Linked DNA regions of Mus musculus: region 2 is linked to region 1. The links are chromatin contacts, called in public Micro-C maps. All regions are on one chromosome and are shown on one strand. The core of a region is the stretch at or near the end of the contact, and the rest is flanking DNA. Distances in the headings are between cores, read along the strand shown.

The links. A called contact is a pair of places that touch in the nucleus more often than the background predicts.
Region 2: a Micro-C map of embryonic stem cells shows a contact between it and region 1, with 2.9 times the contacts expected there. The contact joins the promoter of Lmo2 here to the promoter of Fjx1 in region 1. A contact is called at or near these places in 1 of 39 promoter capture datasets (liver) and 1 of 484 Hi-C or Micro-C datasets (embryonic stem cells).

What each region holds. Positions count from the first base shown.
Region 1 is chr2:102,449,525-102,455,813 of GRCm38.p6, forward strand. Fjx1 (four jointed box 1) reads right to left here and starts at 2,268. Exons shown (of 1, transcript NM_010218.2): 1 at 1-2,268. The coding sequence starts at 2,064. The coding sequence ends at 712.
Region 2 is chr2:103,965,898-103,972,649 of GRCm38.p6, forward strand. Lmo2 (LIM domain only 2) reads left to right here and starts at 4,390. Exons shown (of 3, transcript NM_008505.4): 1 at 4,390-4,815. The coding sequence starts at 4,565. It overlaps Gm38515 (a long non-coding RNA gene), which reads right to left. Exons shown (of 2, transcript XR_866610.3): 2 at 1,046-1,240.

The sequences.
Region 1 (6,289 bases), core at 1,018-3,517:
AACTGATTTTTTTCCCCCTCTGGTGAACATCATCATTGTCAATTTTGGTCAATTGGGAGACGCAGGAAGAAATTCATTATTGACTCTGCTTATAACTAGTCCTGAATTCATAGCCTTCAGGCCAAAATGATAGGAGTTCAGGAATGGGTGAGACAAACTGTCAGGGTCTGGAGGGCTCCCAGGGGCGGGGAAGTCTTGCTCTCTTTGTCCTATCCAGAGCTGTCCCTCAGCTTGGAACAGTTATCTCACCATCGCGCGCCGGAACAAAGGGCGAACACAGGAAGGGGGTTTCACCAGCCCTTGTCACAGCCTGCTCTGGGGCCACCAGCGCTGTGTTTAGTAGGAAATAGAGGAATTAGCTCAAACGGAAGTTTTCCTTTTTGGGAAGGGGTGGAGGGGGCGACAAAAATGGACTGCATCTCCCAAAGAGACTGCCATTCCCGGGCCAAACCCCAGCAGCCAGTTTCTTCGGATCCAATCTCCACACAAGCACAGAACTCTTTTTATAAGCTAGGTGGAGGGAATGTTACACTTCTCGCCTCGGTGAGTTTGCCCTTCCAGAACTTGGAAAGGAAACAGCCTGGCATGAAAAGAAAGGGGCAAGTGGGTAACACACAATTTTTTTTTTTAGACAGCTTGGCGATCAGACCATTGGGTGGGCGTTGGCTGGTTGGTCGTTGCCCGTGGCAGAGAAGACAGCCCTAACCCCCATCATTCATACCCCAGTCCCTCTCTTCCTCGGAGTGTTATTAAGTCCCCGGGCCGGCGGCCGTACTTGGCCTTGCAGTGCAAAATGTGTTTGGCGAGGAAGTCAAGGCGGCGCTGTAGCAGCTGAGCGTGGGGTTCTGAGAGCTCCGCCAGCTCTGGGAAACGCGGTTCGTGGCGACTGTAGAGGCGCAGCAACCGGGCCGCCGCGTCCTGACCCCGGTGCAGCTCCAAGACGCGCCTAGCAGTCCGCTCTCGGAATACACACACCGACTGTAGCAGCGGTTCGTTATACTTGTCCCACATGCCGGCTACCCGGTAGCCGTGCACCAAGCCCGCCTCATTGTCCAGAAAGACCAACGCCCCTCCTGGTCCTCGGTGCAGGTTGCTCGTAGCGCGGTGCATAACGCGTGGGTCCCACTGTAAGCTGAAGAGGTTGCTCACAAGCCGGTCAAAGTTGGCCGTCAGGTAATCGAAGAGGATCAGATCGGTCCATTGTACCAAGTCCACCAGCTCCGCCTGGCTGAGGTTGGTCAGCTCGCCCCCGGCGTCGCGCAGGGGCCGCAGACGGCCGTCCTCTGATCGCCAGGGCTCGGGCACCACCACGTCGGTGAGGTTAGGCAGCCAGCGCGTCAGGCTCACCACGCTGCCCTCGGTCCAGTGCGCGGTGCGCAGCTCCTCCTGCACCTGCACCCACTGCGCGCCCCGAGCCTCCACCCGAGCCAGTGCCAGCGGCGGCACGTGGCGCTGGAGGCCCAGCAGGCGCGCAAGGTAGTAGGACAGGGCCTCGCCCTGTATCTGCTCTGGGTTGATGCCGTAGCGTACACAGGCACGGGTGCCGTCGGCAAAGCGGGCTAGGCGGTTGGAACTGCGTCCGCAGCCCCCGCGATCCAGAGCCACCACCCGAGCACCCCGTGCCACCTCCAGCCACGCTGCTGCTTGGGCTTCGGAAAAGCCCCGGGGAACCTGCTCCTCCAGGCCGCGGCTCCAGAAGACGCCCCCGTGCACCGCCCTGCGCTCCTCTGGCCAGGACAGCCCGGAGGGCTCGTGCCGCCCGCGGTCGTCCTGGTGCCTCCTAGGCGGGTTATCCGCGCCGGCCGCCAGGGTGAGCAGCGCCCGGAAAGTTTTCAGGGAGCCGCCGCGGGCGTCCCATACTAGGGGCGGGGGCAGAGGGAATCGCGGCTCGGGCGCGGGGCCGCCACTCTGGATCGGATGCGGAGGGAGTCGATCTTCGGGCGGCCGGGAGGCTGGCAGCTCGGTCCGCGGTGGCAGGAGTCCTCCCCACAGCGTCAGCAGCGAGCTCAAAGCCAGCAGCCAGAGCCCCGCGGCGGCGGCGGCGCCCCGCATCTTCCTCCCCATGCTCCTGCCGGCGCGCCGGTGCCACCGCCGCCGCTTCAAGCCAAGCCCGGGCGCCCGGGTGCGGGCGGCGAGGCGGGCCCGGCTGCTAGCTGGCTCCGGGGCTTCGGGTGCCGGAGCCCCATCGCGGCCGCGGAGCGCTGCGGGGCTCTGGCCAGCGCTCTGCCCCGGCGCTGGGAACTCGCCTCCCCGTGGCTTCCCAGCAGCTTTTGTATTTCGCTGTGAGACCCTCCGGCGGGCGCGATTCACAGGCGCCCGGACCACGTGGGAGCGAGGGGGATCCCCCTCCCCCTCCTCTGCCGCCTCTCCCCGCCCCCCACTCCCCCGCCCCTTCCCTTCCTCTTCCCCTTAAAGCGGCAACCGATCCTTCCAGGAGCGAGAGGTGGCCCCACGTTCTGTCCCGGACTTCGGGGCGGGGAGGAGGCTGAACTGAGGGCGTCCGTGCGGGGGCGTCGGAGCGGGGGCGGGGGCAGAGACCAATTGTAGGGCTTGGGAGTAGCGGCGTGTCCGGTGCTCTTGTTGGGAGTGGGATGATCCCCTTGTACCCTCCTTTGGACTGTGTCTGATCTGAAAACTTCAGACAGCCCCCCACCGCAGTACAGGCAGGGGTCAGGGTGAGTCCTTTTGCTACCTCACTTGGTGTGATTCACGCTGGCTTATGTAAATTCCCCGGAAAGTCTCGAGCCCTAGAGGATGTGACTCCAGCTGGGAGAGGAACCATCTGTAGCCAATGACTTTGAACCCATAACCTCTCTCCAGATGCAAGCTCCCCGGTATGGATCATTGCAGGCTTGAGAGCAATGAGGTTAACTTCTGTGACTTTTCTCAGGGATGCTTGGAATTAAACCTTGCTGTGCAAGTTGGACAGCCAAGTCAGGTCCCCTGGTCGCATGCCACTTGGCTTTCCCATTTTAAAGAAAGTTCAATATGTAGAGATAGGGATATCTAGATAGATATAAACACTTATTGTCAACATTCTCACCTTGTTTTTAAGTTGTCATTTAGTCAGTCACTTTATTCCCAATTATAAATTTCTCCCAAACAAAGGAAAATAAACAATTGTTTTACTAGTTTAGTGTAAAGGAAAAAGGACTAGTGGGAAGTGGGGCAGTGAAGAAAAAAACAAACCAACACATTATAAAAACTGATGCATCTTCCTCCAGACTTTCTTGGATTTAATTTACCAGCAAATCTCTTGGAAACAAACTGAATCTTTCCTTTCCCTTCTTGTATCCCATATTTCAAACTGGAGATTCTTAGTCATAAGATCAGAGCCGTGAGGGGTCCTGAGAGCCAGAGCTGGCACTGCCAGGGAACTGTCCCAGGACAGTACGTATGCTAAGCAGGTTCTCTTCTGACTCCTCCCCGAGTCCTACAGCCAGAGTTTAAAATCGGTTTCTTTCACATTGTGTGTGTGTATGTGTGTGTGTGTGTGTGTGTGTTTCCTTTCCCTATATTCCTCTCCTGGGAACACATGCGAGGTTTCAGCTGGGCTACATCTGCCTGTGCTGTGTATATTTATTCTGGAGTTATAGGGTAGACAATGTAAAATGTTTGTGACAGAGTAGATACATTAACCTTCCAAAACATGGCTGACCCAAGGCATACACCTTCCTGGGTTTCTTTCCCACTGGTACCTTGTGTGCCACCTGAAAGTGTGGGGTCTTTCTTAAATGTGTTCCCAACCACGGGGCTTCTTGTAGTGCTTATCTGATAAAAGGATTACAGTGCCTTCCATATGGATCCAGTACAATATATTAATTCATTAAAAAGTTTTTTTTTCTTGCCTCATGCAAGCTTCCCCCTGTCTTTCCCTAGAGAGCAGGGACTGTCTCTTATCAAATTTTTATTTCATATACCAGCTAATATAGTATATTACATGAAATAAGAACTGGATTCATTGAATTTAATTTTTGTCTTTTGATGTAACTTTTAGGTGTTTTTTTCCCCCTGCATTGAGTTTAGTGTGGGCAAACTGTAAGCAAGATCTCCACCTTGTGGGCATAATCAGAATATCCTCTAATTAGAGAACTACATTTTATAGTGGTGATTAAGTTAAACTCAGAACACTAAATGCCACCGTGGGCCAAGTTATGTCCCGAGGGCAGCGGGGCAATTCACAGTGCTTGGTGACTCTGTGGTTTTGGCTCTTGGCAGAATCTGTGACTGTGTAGTGCCTAGTGACCCACTATGGTACCCTGCATGGGGAGTTCTCTTGCCCACTGTGTAACAGTGGCCAGGGCACAAAGCCTGGCACTGAGCGCATATTCAGCAATGATGCAATGATTCACCTAGAACGAGATGAAGCTTTTCAAGTAGCATCATCACGTTTGTTTGTTTGTTTAAATATCTCACTGCTACAGGATACAAAGAAACTTTTCTCTCAAGTTCTTAAAAGGAAAAAATAATATTGGTGAGGGACTGAATGTGAGGGGAGCAAGATTATTAGTCTGGGAAAGTCCACTTTAATACCAGCCACTCCAAGTTCCAGACTCTCACAGTCACACTAAGGGTACTGATGAAAGGAGGCGTGAAGAGCCAGGCTAAGATCTCATGTCTCAGATGATGAGTGGACTTCATGTTTGAGCCCCAGAACCAGACTTAGCCCTAGGCCCGAGTGTACTCATGACCAGGATGAGATGTATGAAGCGCTTTAACAGTCAAAATGCAGAACTGCAGAAAACAGAGGGATAAGCTAGAGAAAGCAAGCACACACACACACACACACACACACACACACACACACACACACACACAAACACACCCTGCAGAGTGGTATGCCGTTTGAGTTATAGCAATGTTTGATTATTTTAGACAGTGTTTATAGAACCTGCCTCTGCTTTCCTGCTAGCTGACTGCCCTTGTAGCTCCTTAGATTTGAAGCCTGAAGACAGCAAGCACCCCTGCATTCTCTGGGGCTCTGAGATGGGGAAACATCATCTCTTTAGACCTTCAGCAGTTGCGTAGGGATCCCCAAATAAGAACCTATTTTCTCTTTTAAGAATCTCTTAGTACTCCTTAAGCTTAGACCTCCAATATATTCACAGTTGCCTGAAGTCCTGTGTGAACAATGGTCAGGCTCACAGAACCACACTTTCTGGGCAACTTAGGAAAGGTGGCACGAGCGCTGGGAGCCAAGAGTGAGGCTCGAGGTTGAAAGGCTTTCCATTTTCTGACTTGTTCCTTGGGCTAGTTTTTATCTCCCATGCATTTCAATTTCTCAACTTGAGAAATGAGGATAATAAATCGCGCCAAACTTACAGGTTGTTATGCAGCTCAGGTGAAATATTAACGGTAACCATAACAACAGCATTAGCAGACTCTTACTAAGTCCTTACTTCTTCTGGGCGTGGTGTGGGACTCAGCCCAGTATGGGCTTTATTAATCCATGTAGCCCTCCAAGCAAATATTATCCTTGTCTCACCATTAGAGATGGCAAGACAGAAGCATAACCAGAAAGTTACTGGCCTGATGTCACATGGCTGCCAAGTGACAGAGTTAAGGCTCTGGCACCTTTTGTGCATTATAAATGGTAGAGGCAATGTTAAGTATAAAGATGGTTGCATTAAATCAAAGATTCAACTCAAATTAAGCTTTCCTTGAAGCATGCTTTAGGGTTCCTAGTGAGTGAAATGGTGATGGGCTCTCTCTGTAGTCCTGGCCGTAGGCAGACACTCATCATGTGCTTGGCTCTAGTGAACCTCCAGGCAGCTTTAGGCAACCCATTCCTTGCTGCATCTCCACCTGGCCTCCTTCATTCTGATTTTTGCTGAGTTACATACTCTTCTCAAAGACAGAGATGCCCAAGTGCACTTTTTTTTTTGATATTTCTACAAAAGTAAGAGAAAATGTGTTGGTGCCCACAAGTCAACCCCTCCTTCCAGGAGATGGAAGCAAGATTGTAAGTTTAAGGCCAGCCTGAGTTAAATGGTGAGACCCTGTCTTAATAATAAAGCAAGACACTCCAAAATAAACAGAAAGAAGAGAGGGAAAAGAGGGTCCTTGAAGTTTACTCTGATCCCAAAGTGATTCCATGACTCCAATGTTGGCCAATACTACTGACCTTGCCCAGCTTTCTAACTCGCAGCTACAATTCCATTGTTTGTGCTGTTATGAGCTGGGTGGCTGTGTTCCCTCCAGGCTTAAGTATTGAATTCTCAACCCTAATGCCACTGTATTAGCTGCAGGGCCCTCTGGAAAGTGACTGGATCATAAAAGTCATGATCTC
Region 2 (6,752 bases), core at 3,140-5,639, 1.5 Mb after region 1:
GAGCCAGAGTCTCTCCCTGAACATGGAACCCACTAATTTCTTACTGGCTACAAGTCTCTAGGATCCTCTGTCTCTGCAGCCATGGGATTATAGAAGCTGCCAGGTTTTTACAAGGGTTCCAGGGATAAGAACTCAGGTTCTCATGCTTGTGTGGGAAATACTTTACTAACTGATCCAAATGTCTAGCCGCTGGCCTCTTACTTCTCAAGGGGACTCTGTAAGTAGCTGAGATGCAGAGAGTCAGTGAATAACATCGGGATGTGGCTGGAGCATGCTATGTAGCAGGAAGCAGTGGCATTGCCAAGAGCTACCTCGAGCCCAAAGGGCACAGTCCAAGGTTACAGTCTGAAATACGGGGATCCCTAAGCCCGAAGTTTTGCAAATACTGGAGTCTCTCGATTCGGCTCTTCCTGAGGCACCCCAGTCTCAGCCGGCTCTAGCGATGTCTTGATTGGCTGGAAGATTGCTGCTTCTTGATGTGGTGGTGATTGCTTCCGAAAGATGGAGTAATAGCAACTGCTATCATTTCTGAGCATTTTCTAGGCACCGCCATTGTGCAAAGCGTTTTTGCACATATTATCCCACCGACCACCCCTATAAGATGAACAGGCAACCCAGTGATATTGGCCCTGCTCTGCCCCCATCCACTTCTTTTTAGAACCTCCATGTGACAGAGAAATTGAGGTTCAGAGGTGAAGTAACTTCCCCCAAATCACACAATGGCGTTCTGTCTACATAACTCCCATGTCCATTCTCCTAAGACTCAAAGGGACTCTGTAAGTAACTGGGATGCAAATGATAGCAGAGGAAAAGACGGATCTGATACACGTTCCTACAAAACCTGATTTGTTTATCGCTAAAATTACTAATAGAACAAACTGGCCCTGAAAAGTCCCAAATGAGTAGACAAATGGTGGAGCCTCTCTCACTTCAGCTCCTCCACAGCACCCCAGTCTCAGCCAATCTCTGGAGGATGTCTTGATTGGCTAGAAGTCAGATGCCCATGACAACTGAACATTTAAAGAATTTTCCATGTGAGCTGAAACCATATTAGAAGAGAGCTTTATTTCCGTGACTATCGCAACTAACAAGATGTATGTTGCAACTCAGCTTCCAGTGATTAAAACAAGAACAAAAGTAAATTGACCTTGTAAGCATTCTCCCCGTGTGACACTTCACTCGTAGCAGAAGTCCACTGTAGCAAAGGCATGTAGTCATAGTCACGTAGGACTCTTCTTCCCTGGAAAAGAATGTACTTGTAAATGTACTAAGAAGAAAATAAAAGGGGGGTTCCAGTGAGGAAAAATAACCTATCTGTGGTCATGTTTATCACGCAGACTGATTCAGACTTCTGACATCCTTATTTCAGAAGGAAAGCTTGGGAATGTCTAAACTTCCGGGTATTTAATATTTTGAGGGTAGAGGAGAAGGTACAGTTTAGTCTTGCTGGGTAGGGATCAAACAAAGATTTCTTTAGCTCTCGTTCTACACATTCGAATTGCCTCAGAGTAGCTGAATCTTGCCTGAACGTGGCAGTTACTGGATGCTATGGGAAGATACCGTAAGGCCATGATTGCTTTAAAATCACTCATAATAAAAAGACATAAAAAACACATTTTGAGGCTTGATTCTAAATGTTATACTTAAATTTAGGCGACTTAATTGCCCATAGAATGGGAATGAAGTCCCACCAGTAGGCAGTAATTTCTTACAGCCATGGTGTGTGAAATTGAAATCTTAAGATATCATCATATCAAAGACGTACCTTCTCAAAGAAGGCTCCCTCCAAAGAGTTGTGAAAGACAAGAAATTGACCCAAAGTCATGAAAGTATCTCCCTCCGCCCCCTTAGCACACTCAGGTCAAAGCAAAAGCACAATTGGCCATTCCAAAGTTACCTCTTAGAATCCAAGGAGATATTTATTTTAATAACTCATTCCAATGCTATGGGAAATTGGAGCAACAACAACAACAAATACACACACATTTAATTACAGATCCATGGGTCACATGCTGGGTACATAGTTATATATATGTATATATGCATACATATGCATATATATGTATATGTATATATGAATACATATGCATATATACAGATATACATATATGTGTATATATGTGTGTATGTATATATATATACATATATATGTATATGTGTATATATATATATATATATATATATATATATATATATATATATGCTCCCATTTCATTAGAGATCCATGTACCACATGATGGGTGTATAGTTCCATCAATCCTTACACCAAACCCTCTAGTTAGTAAATCCCATTATTCCCATTTTACTAACAAGGATGCTGAAAGTGTAAATTCTGCTTGTTCAGCTGAGTTCACATGATGGTAAAAGGGAGGTTACAATACAGGCAAACTCCTCAGCCACTTTCTTCATGCCGTATCTTGAAGGTAGTTTTCCTAGTCACATGAGCTGATAAGAGTCTAAAGCAACCCCAGGAAATATGGTTCTAGTGGCTCGGCATTAAAACATCATTATTAAGTAGATATACTGCTAATCACAACCCGTGTGTTTTCATTGTTTCTTTTTCTTCTTTTGGTTTTGGTTTTGAGACACTGTCTCCTGTAGCCCAGACTGGCCTGTGACGAACTTTGTAGGGGAGGATGACTTAGAATCCCTAATGCTCCTGCCCTGCCTGACCTGGGATTACTGGCCTGTGCTACCACTAACAATGTTTATTTTCACTTCAGATAGAAATGAAAGTAGAATAACAAGTTATGTATTTATCATATAATTTAGGCTTGCCTAAACATTGTAAAAAATTTGTTTTTTAATTTAGAAAAACTAAGGACTTAAATAGAAAATATCTTTTTATACACTGAAGGTGGGTTTTGGACCAACACGAGGGCAGGCGCACAAACACAGATTTTAATTATTCCCTTTCAGTATACGTGTCAGGACATGGAGAGAGAGGGAAATGACACGAATCTGTGGGTAGTGGTTCAGGCTATTGCTAGGGAGAAATCAGGGAGGACTTTGCTCAGTACGGGGAATCCGGGAATTCATTTCTGACTATCATCTTCCGGGGTGAGCTGGTCTAGGTTATTAAAGCAATCTTTAAATTGGGGCTGAAATGCCTATGTCTTTGATCCGGGCTGTTCTTACTAAACAATGGATTCTGAGAGCACTCGGGACTTTCCTCTTTACAAACCTGAAGACTGTCATCATCATAAGCTAACGGGCCTTGAACGATCATTTCTGGACTCAGTTTCAAGGAACTCAAGGCCCAGGGGGACCTAGGTTTTTCTCCTGAAAAGTAGCTAGCTGGAATCCATCTCTTCCCTTCTGTATTTCTTTCTCCTTCTAGAACTTGTCTTCAAGCTTGAAGGAGAAACCTGCCCTTTTCTTTGTTTTATATAAGACAAAATAATAGTAAGTAATAACTGAAAGTCTTTTTATCGGGAAGGAACTTCCTCCGGTCCAAGCAAGTATTGCTGCTGATACTTTACAGAGAGGGCCAGCCTCACCGCTGGAGTTCGCTCTTTGAAAGAGGCTAGGGGAGGGAATTCTGCCGCCAGCAGATGGAGAGGAGACCCGGACAACGTGGTCCCTCCCAGACACCCTCCCTGCGGGATTAGCTGCCCCCAGCTCTGCTCAGGCGCACCTAGCGCGTGAGGTTCCTGGTCACACAGCTTGCGCCCCTCTCTGGAGAGCAGTCGCAGCTACTAGCTTGCCGCCAGCAGAGCCGCACTGTCTCGGGCATCGCAGAGCACCACGACTGTGGACTTGGGACCTCGAACCCGAGACGAGCGCGCGCTAGCCAGCCATTAGCAACGCTTGCATTTCTGCAGGTGCTTATTTCACATTCTTGTCTTTTCTTTCCTGCTGGAACGGGCGAGTGGTTACTTTCAGCCTGAGGCCAAAGGGAAAGGCAGAAGAAGGGGAACTCTGAAAAAGACAGTTTAGTGGCAGCGGGATTCTTGCCCCAGGAGAGGGGCTCAGGGGAGACTCTCGGTCTCTGCCGCGGGCCCTTTTAAGAAGCCAAGTCAGGGCTGCCGCTGTCGCCGTTGCTGCTGCTGCCGCTGCCGCCGCCGCCGCCGCCGCCGCCGCTATTTGGATTGCTAATCCCCAGGAGCCCCGTTTAAAAAAAAAAAAAAAAAGGAAGAAAAAAAGGGGGGAGGGGGCGGGCAGCTGTCTCTTTAAATGTGATTTCCTTCTATTGTATTTGAATCGTGATCAGGAAAAAGGAAATGAAACCAGAGACAGAGGGAAGCTGAGCGAAAATAGACCTTCGCGAGAGAGGAGGGAGCCTGGGGAGAGCCGCGCGGTCAGCTCCCCGCCCCCAGGCCGCCGCCCCCTCACTGCCCCCGGCGCCCCGACCCCGGCGAAGGTGCGAGGGGCTCGGGGCGACCGGGCGGAGCCGGCTACTGCGCGCGATCGGGACCGGGCGGCGGCGGCGGCGGCTGTGGTGACGGCAGCGGGACCGGGATGGAAGGTTAAGTCCTGAGCAGCGGCAGCTGTCGCAGCCACCGGAGGGAGGCCGGGCTGCTCCCCGGCCCCCTGCCTTGGCCGCCGCGCGCCGGGCAGCTGGATGATTCGCTCTCTCTCTTTGGCGTTTGAAGGGAGCGCGGTGACTGTCCTTGAGCGTGGAGGGGCGAGCTCGCCAGCGGAGCGACCGAGCAAGAGGAGGCGCAGGAGCGGCGGCGCCCGAGCACCCGAGGGGGTCCGAGTCCAGGCAGCTAGCCAGCCACGCGCCACAAAGGGAGCGCCCCCGCCGCCCGGCACGCCGCCCCCCTCCCCAATGTCCTCGGCCATCGAAAGGAAGAGCCTGGACCCGTCTGAGTAAGTGTGGCGCTTCTGTTCCGGCACCCCAAACAGGGTCCCAGGCTAGGCGCGAGGGGCTGACTCCAGGTGCGCGCCCGCAGCGTGCCCTTGATCCCTCCGTCTCCCAGGGGTTCTCTTTCCTCGCGGGTGACTCTGGAAACACCGAGAGGGACTGGGCGGCGGAAGCTGTAACTGGGATCGACCCTGCGGACCGCTCCGGGCTATCTGGAAAGCTCCCCAAACCTTTACCAGGGCCAGAAAGTTTGCCCAGGAGCTGGCACCCGGAGCTCTGAGGCACAGGTGCAGGGCAGGGAGAGTGGAGGACAAGATTCTGCCTTCTCCCTTTTCGTCCCACCCTCTCCAGGTTCCCTTCCTTTTTGTCCATTTGGCCTTGGAAAGGGGGGCATCCCAACTAGAACATCCCGGGGTCTCCGACGTCGACTCTCCTACCAGGCCCGGAGTAGAGCGGACAGTTGATGAGGTCCGCTTGTCCACCTGGGAACTGGTTCTGGCCTCCAGAGACTTCTAGAATTGCTAATCTGTCGTTCCTCCCGGTACATGTTCGCCCCTCCCCTGAGTTTCCTAGTGCGGGCATGTGAACCTCGAAAGTTAGTGCACATTTTTTTTTCTGTCTAGTATGTTTTTCTAGGGAGCAGAATCTCATCGAACTCTCAGAAGGGCTGTGTGTGTGTGTGTCAGCGAACCAGAGCTTTAATGAGCATGTACTGTCTAGTGCTCTGAGCTTTGCGCTGGTTTGCAAAGAACAGCCCCCCCTCCCTTCCCCATTCCACAGCCTGTACCCTCCTAGCCCATTCTCTAGCCTTAACAAGGGGAGCCAGGAACGAAGGTATCGGTTTTTTTTTTTCCACGTCCACACAAATGCCCTTTTAAGAGTCATTAGCTGTCTGGTTTTGAGTTTTTATTCCTTTGAAGTCCTCATCTAATCCTTTGAAGGGATTTGTTAACACAAGACCAAAGGCACTGCTAATGACTTGTCCGTTTGGGCTTTTAAGATGCATTTGTTTTGGTGGGGTTTTGCCCCCCTTTTCTTTTCTTTTCCTGCTTTAAAAGAATTGTGCTTTCCTGCTGGAGTTTTCCTATTCACCCCCCCCTTCAATTTCAGCCTTCTGTGGTGTTTATTTACCTGGGCTTTACCCTCAGCCAGCAGCATAAAAACCCAGCGTGTTCTCATAAAACACAGGAAGTCCCACGATCCAGCAAGAATATAAACATCACTCTTCAGTCTTGAAGGTTAAGACACTAGCTCAGAAAGGAGCTAGGTTTGTTGGCAAGAGGACCAGCTTCCTTAAAATCTCAGGAGAGAAACAACAACCCTTTAAAGAGTCAGTGTCTATAGCTTGTTCCCTTTTAAGCATAAGCTTAGAATTACATCTGGGCCCCGAGTTTTCAGAAATTGGACAAGACATAAGATTACACAGTTGGGGAGGCAGTCTGGTGAACTGCTGTTTACTGGCTCCCTATCAGCACAACCTAACCACTAATCCTTTATTAGATGTTGAATCTACAGAGTTTGGCTTCTTAAAAAAATTACTAATTACATGAATGTGTGTGTGCACCTAAGCTCAGGTCCCCTGGAGGCTAGAGGTGAAGGATCTCCCTAGAGTGGGAGTCACAGGTAGTTGTGAGCCATCTGATTTGGGTGTGGAGACTCCAACTTGGGTCCTTTGGAAGAACAGAAATCATCCTTAAACAGCTGAGCCTTCTCTCCAGCCTGGGAATTGTGTTCTGTAAAGGAAGTTTACTCTTGCTAAAGTTGGTGCCTTTTATTGCCTCAGACTAGAAAACTGAAAGGTATCTCATAGCTGTAGTAGTGAGCACCTACCTAGTTCAGGAGGTCCACTGGTAGTTCATCTTTCCTGCAGTATGTGTCCGGTAAAGGAAGGCTGTAACTGAAGATGGACAAGCCCCGTGGGAAATGTCTGTGGAACATTTCC